2 separate regions of the Drosophila melanogaster genome follow, and region 2 is linked to region 1. Evidence: chromatin contacts called from public ChIA-PET data. All regions are on one chromosome and are shown on one strand. Each heading gives the region's core, a stretch centred on a gene start, on an enhancer-like site or on the middle of the called end of the contact. The rest is flanking DNA. Distances are from core to core; before and after follow the strand shown. Region 1 has its middle 26 kb from the start of Marf1. Region 2 overlaps Marf1 (Meiosis regulator and mRNA stability factor 1).

Evidence for each region. ChIA-PET counts read pairs in DNA pulled down with a chosen protein or histone mark.
Region 2: a contact with region 1 is called in an RNA polymerase II ChIA-PET map of the S2 cell line, with 9 times the contacts expected there. The contact joins two enhancer-like sites. A contact is called at or near these places in 1 of 1 datasets of contacts at CTCF or cohesin (the Kc167 cell line), 5 of 107 Hi-C or Micro-C datasets (the Kc167 cell line, the ML-DmBG3-c2 cell line, the OSC cell line and 1 more) and 4 of 6 datasets of contacts at active chromatin or transcription factors (the Kc167 cell line and the S2 cell line).

The regions. Positions count from the first base shown.
Region 1 is chr2L:22,281,229-22,284,435 of dm6, forward strand. No RefSeq gene overlaps it. Among named protein-coding and RNA genes, the nearest start is that of Marf1, 26 kb to the right of the region's middle. Within about 2 kb of position 1,468, at least 8 of the 39 cell types and tissues checked have an H3K27ac peak or open chromatin away from gene starts, as enhancers often do. A contact at or near this core is called in the Kc167 cell line, the OSC cell line and the S2 cell line, where this site is marked.
Region 2 is chr2L:22,359,737-22,362,943 of dm6, forward strand. All of the region lies in intron 5 of Marf1 (Meiosis regulator and mRNA stability factor 1), which reads left to right. Among named protein-coding and RNA genes, the nearest start is that of Marf1, 53 kb to the left of the region's middle. Within about 2 kb of position 1,710, at least 19 of the 39 cell types and tissues checked have an H3K27ac peak or open chromatin away from gene starts, as enhancers often do. A contact at or near this core is called in the Kc167 cell line, the OSC cell line and the S2 cell line, where this site is marked.

The sequences.
Region 1 (3,207 bases), core at 218-2,717:
AGATTTTTCTTTTTTTTTCTTTTTATAATTCAATCGGCTACTTTCGCCACTCCATTAGGAACAATAATTTATGAGCAGTGTGTATAAAAATAAATGAAATTTTGTACGCCATCAAAATGATGACCTCCCGTAAAATTTTATCGTCGTACTTTACCGAATATTTCCAATAATAAAAAAAGTTTTATAAATGAAACTCACTCAACTTTTCACTCCTCGGCGAAAGATCGATCTCCCGGCGCAGATGAGCTGAAACGAAAGTGTGGCATTTTCCGCAAATACTTTGAGAAGCTATAATTTCGGATTACACGACTGCGAAGAAACTTTTATAAATCCTTACTCGAAAATTCAAACGAGGACTCTCAGAAAATGAACTCTTCTTAAAAAAAAAATGATTAGCTTAGGTTAGCTTACATACTATTTTAAGTACTAATGGGAATTCAATTTAAATGCAAGAAAAATTAGAAAATGACATGACTGAGTCTCCTGCTCGAGTAAACATTTTTTTTATAGCTTATTGTTAAACTTAAAATACATCATAAAAAAAATTTAACTTCTTACTCTCTACGCTCAAAATGGCGGTTCGGGGATTAATACATTTGAGTAAAGGTTAGGTCAGACATTTAGCGTTTTTACGCATAATTAAAATTTTTTAATCAATTTAAACTCGCTTTAATTTAATTTTAATGTCCATTCTGGACTACCAATCACGCTATAATTCTCCGTCTTTTTTTTATTAATTTAAATAACCCTCCTGGGGGTCCCGGCTTATTGCCGGTTGCGATCCCGCTGCTGCTGCTTGTCCTTCTCTGCCCCTCGCTGGGAAGGCGCTCCACTACACGGCCTGGCTTAGTTATCGCCTCTCCTTCTGCCCGCCGGTGACGGCCCCCGTCGAACCGTGGGGTCAGGATAGTGAAGCGGATGCGTAAAAGCTGCCAAGCGAAGACTCTCCTGCCTTCAATTTCAGCTACAATAATATTTACCGCATCAAACCACAGTTCACTTTTTTCCGAAGTTTACTGACCTGATATTGCCCCAGTCGAAACTTGGGGTCTGGCGACAAGGCTGCGGCGCGATGGCTGTGCCAAGCGACGATCTTTCCGGCTTAAAAAAATTTTTTATTGCCGGGAAACACACGACGGACTTATCTCGCGCACCAATATTGTCGAAGAAACGCAGTACGATAATATTTCCCACGACAAGAAAATACTTATGACCGCAGGTTACGACTTTTCGAAAGGCTCTTTCACAACTAGACTCGTCGACTGTTCTATTCGAAAAAAAAACAAACAGGAAACACAAGCCGAGGTGTAGGCCATCGGCGGAAATCACGATCAGCTGAAACGCACATTTTTTTCGATAACCGAATTATCCCAAACTTTCCGGGTGCAGCTTATATGGGTTGCATTCCGTCTGGTATATTCCAGCTACTTCATACTGCATCTGGTATGACCTTCCATTGGTGTGTCACAGCTGACCGCAAGCACACTATCGATTATTCATCGAGACTTTAATACCCACTGCTTCAGTCGCCTCTTCACCACGAGCACCTCGGTATGATCGCTATTTCCCAACAGATCTCGTGAATTTCAACTCTTGTGAATTTCACCACGACACTACTCATACACACAAGCTTTTTGCATATATACCCTTAGGTTCACCAAGATTCCTGAGTACTCCGCTTTGAATCCATCAGCTACGTAGGAAAGGATGCCTTATCCGTAATTTGTAAACTCTTTGGGTGTTTACAAGCTTTACAAGCTTCCAACGGTGATGACTCTGCAGATTCTGCTTTTCCGTGTCTCTTACATTGTTACTGCCAAATTGTTAACACAAAAATCCTTCCGTTATGCAGGTAGAGGAAGGTGTTTCCGACCATATAAAAAAACATGTTAAGGTAAAAAAGTTTTGTTTTCGCTTCGGGAATAAAATCAAAAAATTGTTTTTCTTTGGTAAGATTCTTTTTAGATTCCCAATGTAAAACTGATTTTACAAAGTGCATTATTCTTATAACTGTGGCTTTTGTCGGTGACAGCGACGAGGGCAACGAAAGTGGACTTTGGTCAGAATATTTTGATTGGTTTAACCTGTGGCCTATATACTACTCTATACATCGCCAGGCTGCATCTTTTGTTAAATTAATTTGGATTATTAAAATTTTTTATGATGATCAAAGGGTTTACAGGCTGGACCCTTTGTTTAAGAGTTTGAAAAGTGTTTATGTAAATTAACAGACAACAATTTTAGTTATTGTGGTTTATTCTGCGACTATGCGCGTTCAGATGAGTTCTTAAAACTGAAGACAGAAAACTTAAGCTTAATATAAAGTAGCCCATCTTCTGAAGCAGCGCTCACGGCAGAACGCTGACATTGCGCTTCACACGCTCCGGGCAGTAGAATGTTGGAATGCAGGAGTCATATTTCGCGACTTAGTTGCAGTCGCGCTGACGTTACTGCGGCCGCGTCCGGTCTTATCGTGGAGTTAGCGATTTTGGCCCTGCGCGTGTTAACTCCTCCCCGCGTTAGGTTAAAGTCGTCCTCGGCTTTTCGGGAAGGTATCGTCATCTCGATGCTGGAGTCGGGGTGTCGTCTTTTGACTCGACAGTAACGGATGCTTTGGATGATCCCATAAACAATTAGGACCACGGCGATGGTGATGCCACTGCTTAAAATGGGTCTCGAAATGATGTCAGATTTCAGACTACCAATATGTTGGAGGTTCTGCAGCGACAGCTCGTGCAAGAACGACAAGCTTAGTTGATCTCGATGGCTAGTCACATTGATCTGAGAGGCCACTGCCGCAGCGGGTTTCTTCTTTAGGACGCCCTGGTGGTTTTCGTAGTGGGTGCCGTTTAGAGATATACGATCGTCATATGTGGCTAAGTAGGTTCCCGAGATCATCTTACTGCTGCCTAGGCTATCTTCGACCCTGAAGGTTGCGTCGTTGATAATCAGGACACCTTCTTCAACAAGTGTCACCGGATCCAGATGGCCAAGGAGAGTGGTGCACTGTGCGACGGTTCCAGACACCAATTGTTGAGCACAAGTCGGGTTCTGCAATCTCTTGCAGAAGGTGGTACTCATGGCTGCGTTACATTCCTTGACGGCGTAGATTCGTGCACCGCATTCGGCTACTACATTATTATTCTCAAAGTCTAATATTATCTTATTATGTTGAACTGGGAAAACGTTAATTTTTTTACAAACTGT
Region 2 (3,207 bases), core at 460-2,959, 79 kb after region 1:
ACGATTTCATCTCGTTCGCAACCACACGGCAAGGATCACAACAGTAATTTAGATTTTTACCCTTTGTACGGCCATTAAAACCAGCGCACTTAGCGCACCATTCTATCACATAGAAGTCACGAGACGTGATCCCCAGTGCATGTGTTTGGCGATGTAGTCTCCTGCAGCTATAAAGCGATCCCCCAGTGTGTTATAGAAATCCATCCATCGGAGGGCTTTGCCATCCGGGTGATCTGTCCGGCAGAAGGTATAACCCGTTATGTGAATATTATATCTTATATCTTATATCAATGTGGTTTAAATTTAGGAAAATACCGTTAGCATTCCACATGGATATACGTAGGTTAGACATTTATTATTTGAGCTGTTGTGCTACAAGAAACTAAATCCACATATTCTAGTGCTGAACAAGGGCTTGCATAGTCGCTTGCATAAGTTCCATCACACTTTGTTGCATGGTAAACATTATATTGTAGTTTCCAAATTGCTTTGTGGCTGCCCTGGGTTATGCTGCAAAGCTTCGGAATAGGAATGTCTGCCCTTAGTGCCCTTAGTGATATTTATGATCGTCGGCTTTGGCGAAAAAATGCGTTTCTTGTTGTTTTTGAGTTATAATACGCATTTTCCTTATTTTGTTGACGCGTAGCTGCTGCTCGTTGCACGCTCTTCTTCAGCTTCTTATTGACCGGTACAGCCTCTTCTGTAGTTTGCCGTATGTATGTGAAAGTCTCCACAGACTACGCAGACTTATCGAAGTGTGCAGTATGTCTTGGTGTGTCCCTACTTCTACAGGTCCGTTGCGTTTGTGTGTTTCATCCACGGTAGGTTCAATACCTTTTAGTACAACTTGCAGTCCCTTGCTGATTTTTAGTTGATAGGTGTAGAAATTATTTTTTATTTCCTCCGGGTATTTCGAACAAAGTCACTATAATAACAAAGTTGCGTAACGGCCATACATTGGCGACGGCCAAAATTGATCTCTGTCCGCTCGCTTTCGCTGAGAGCGTAAGAATTCTAATAATAAAAAATATTTCATAAAATTAATACGTTGTAGAAAATAAAAATTTATAAAATAAAATAAATAATAATAAAAATAATATAAAATAAAAATATGAAAACCGTTTGTTGCAAAAGTCACATCTAGAGGCACGAAGAAGCACTCAACAATCATTGTCTTATTAATTTTTCATACGTCGCAAGCTGAATACTCGAATGATAAATATTCTAATATAGTCATTTTTCAAAATTTATTCATTGATATTATGTACATAGATTCGGCTATTACTATTTCTAATCTATATTTAAATAATAACGTTAAGGCAATGCAAAAAAAATAACTTATTACATGGTGCCAAATATCAAAAATAATATAGATTTAAAGTCCAAGAACTTTTAAAGTGAAGGGTATATTTTGTCAAATTTACAATGCACACATATACAATGTGCACCATATGCTGTTGTCGGCTGTCACTGTATGCGTAGAAAAGAGCGGTTCGCTCTCTCGCTCTTGAACAAAAATTCGTGAGAGGCTGGAGCTACCTCTAGAGCAACCCCAAAAAAACCGTGTGCAAAAAAATCGTATGGCGTTACGCATCGTGCTATTCTAGTGTCTTTGGTGCGAAAGCGTTCTTTGGACTTCGTTTGAACTTTGGTTTCGTATCAGTTTCCTTTAATAAGCGGAACAACAGGCAAATTTTCGCCACTGGCCAGCAGAACAATTTTGTTGACCAGGTCGGTTAAAGAAAGTAAAGCATATATAAATAGGTAGGGGATTTGGCTTTTTTTTTGGATCCCTTGCCCCGCTGTGCTGGTTGTTTTCCGCCTCTGCTAAGATGGAAAATCGGTTGTCATGGGAGCTCATAGCCTGTTCCTTGCTTTTGTTATAATATGGTTGAACTTTGGCCTACACCACAGAACCAAACCGGTCTGTATGGCCAGGATCGGTTGTTGCTTATCATAGCTGACGGGTTTTGCTGCAATTGTATTGTGTGCTACTGCGGTTGGCAGTTGGTTTGGATATTGGTGGTGTTTTTGCTGCGCCAGCAGAGCGTCTCCCGTTGAAGCCGGCGATGGTGGGGCTCGGCTTTGGTAGCTCAATAATGTAGGAGTTTTGGTGAGCGTAGTTGGTGAACAAGAGCTCGCCCTCTTGCTGTCGACAGTCTGTAGAGCTGGGTTACTCTTTTGTTGATTTGTTGTCTATGTTTAAATACCGTGTAAGAGTAACAGCCGTTTCTTCGAGTTACGTAGCTTCAGCGCTAATTCTTTGGATCGCTGCTCATTTTTACGATCTTATTACGTGTTCACTTATTAATTTAATTTATATATTCACTTTTCTGAATCATAACACTAGTTAAGAATATTTTTTGTTTTATATTGATTACGGTACTTTCGCACTTTTTGGAAAACTTTAGTATTACAAATATTACTTGGAGTTTTCTCAGTTCATCCACTTTCTTTAATTTTATTACCGGAGCTCACACAATAACACGTGCGCTCTCTGAGCGGATGAGGACGCACAAAATAAGCAACATATTAGTAAAAACACCTGAAGAATGAGCATTGATTTCAAAATGGATGCATTTAGGCCTTGTGGTTGAAATGATATCAATTTTAGTAGGCACTAAAGAAAGAAGCTCACCGATGGCAAATGCTTTATGTTTGCTTTGACTTTACAGCACTTATTTTTAAAGATTGGAGTGTTAATTTTCGGGACCTGGCGAATAGACGTTAGAGTGCGACAAAATATTAGATTCCATTTTGATAATATTTATAGAATATGTTCTTTGAAAAAACTGCGCAAATAGATCGTCTATTGCCTGATCCGATGTCACCGTTAAATTTTGTTATGCGCTTAGTATTACGAAATTATAAAACTGTTTCGGGTCAATAAAAATTTCGCTATAACCTAACCGAGCACGTAAATATTGGGAAAGAAAAACTGAGAATCGGTATTTTTAAATTTTGTATAAAATCTGGACTTTATATTTCATGGGTGTGTACATATTTTATAAAGCCATGACGATTTATTAGAGTTAGACCAATTGTACTTTGGAGCACAAGAGTTAAAAAATAAGTTAATTGCGGTTTACAAAATATTTATAGCATCCACCATTATGTTGTCCCATTTTTAGGACCAATTAAAGCCAGATATAAAATTTTTAGCGTCAGAAAGTTTACTAAGCGAAAATAATGAATTCGTTTGGTAGC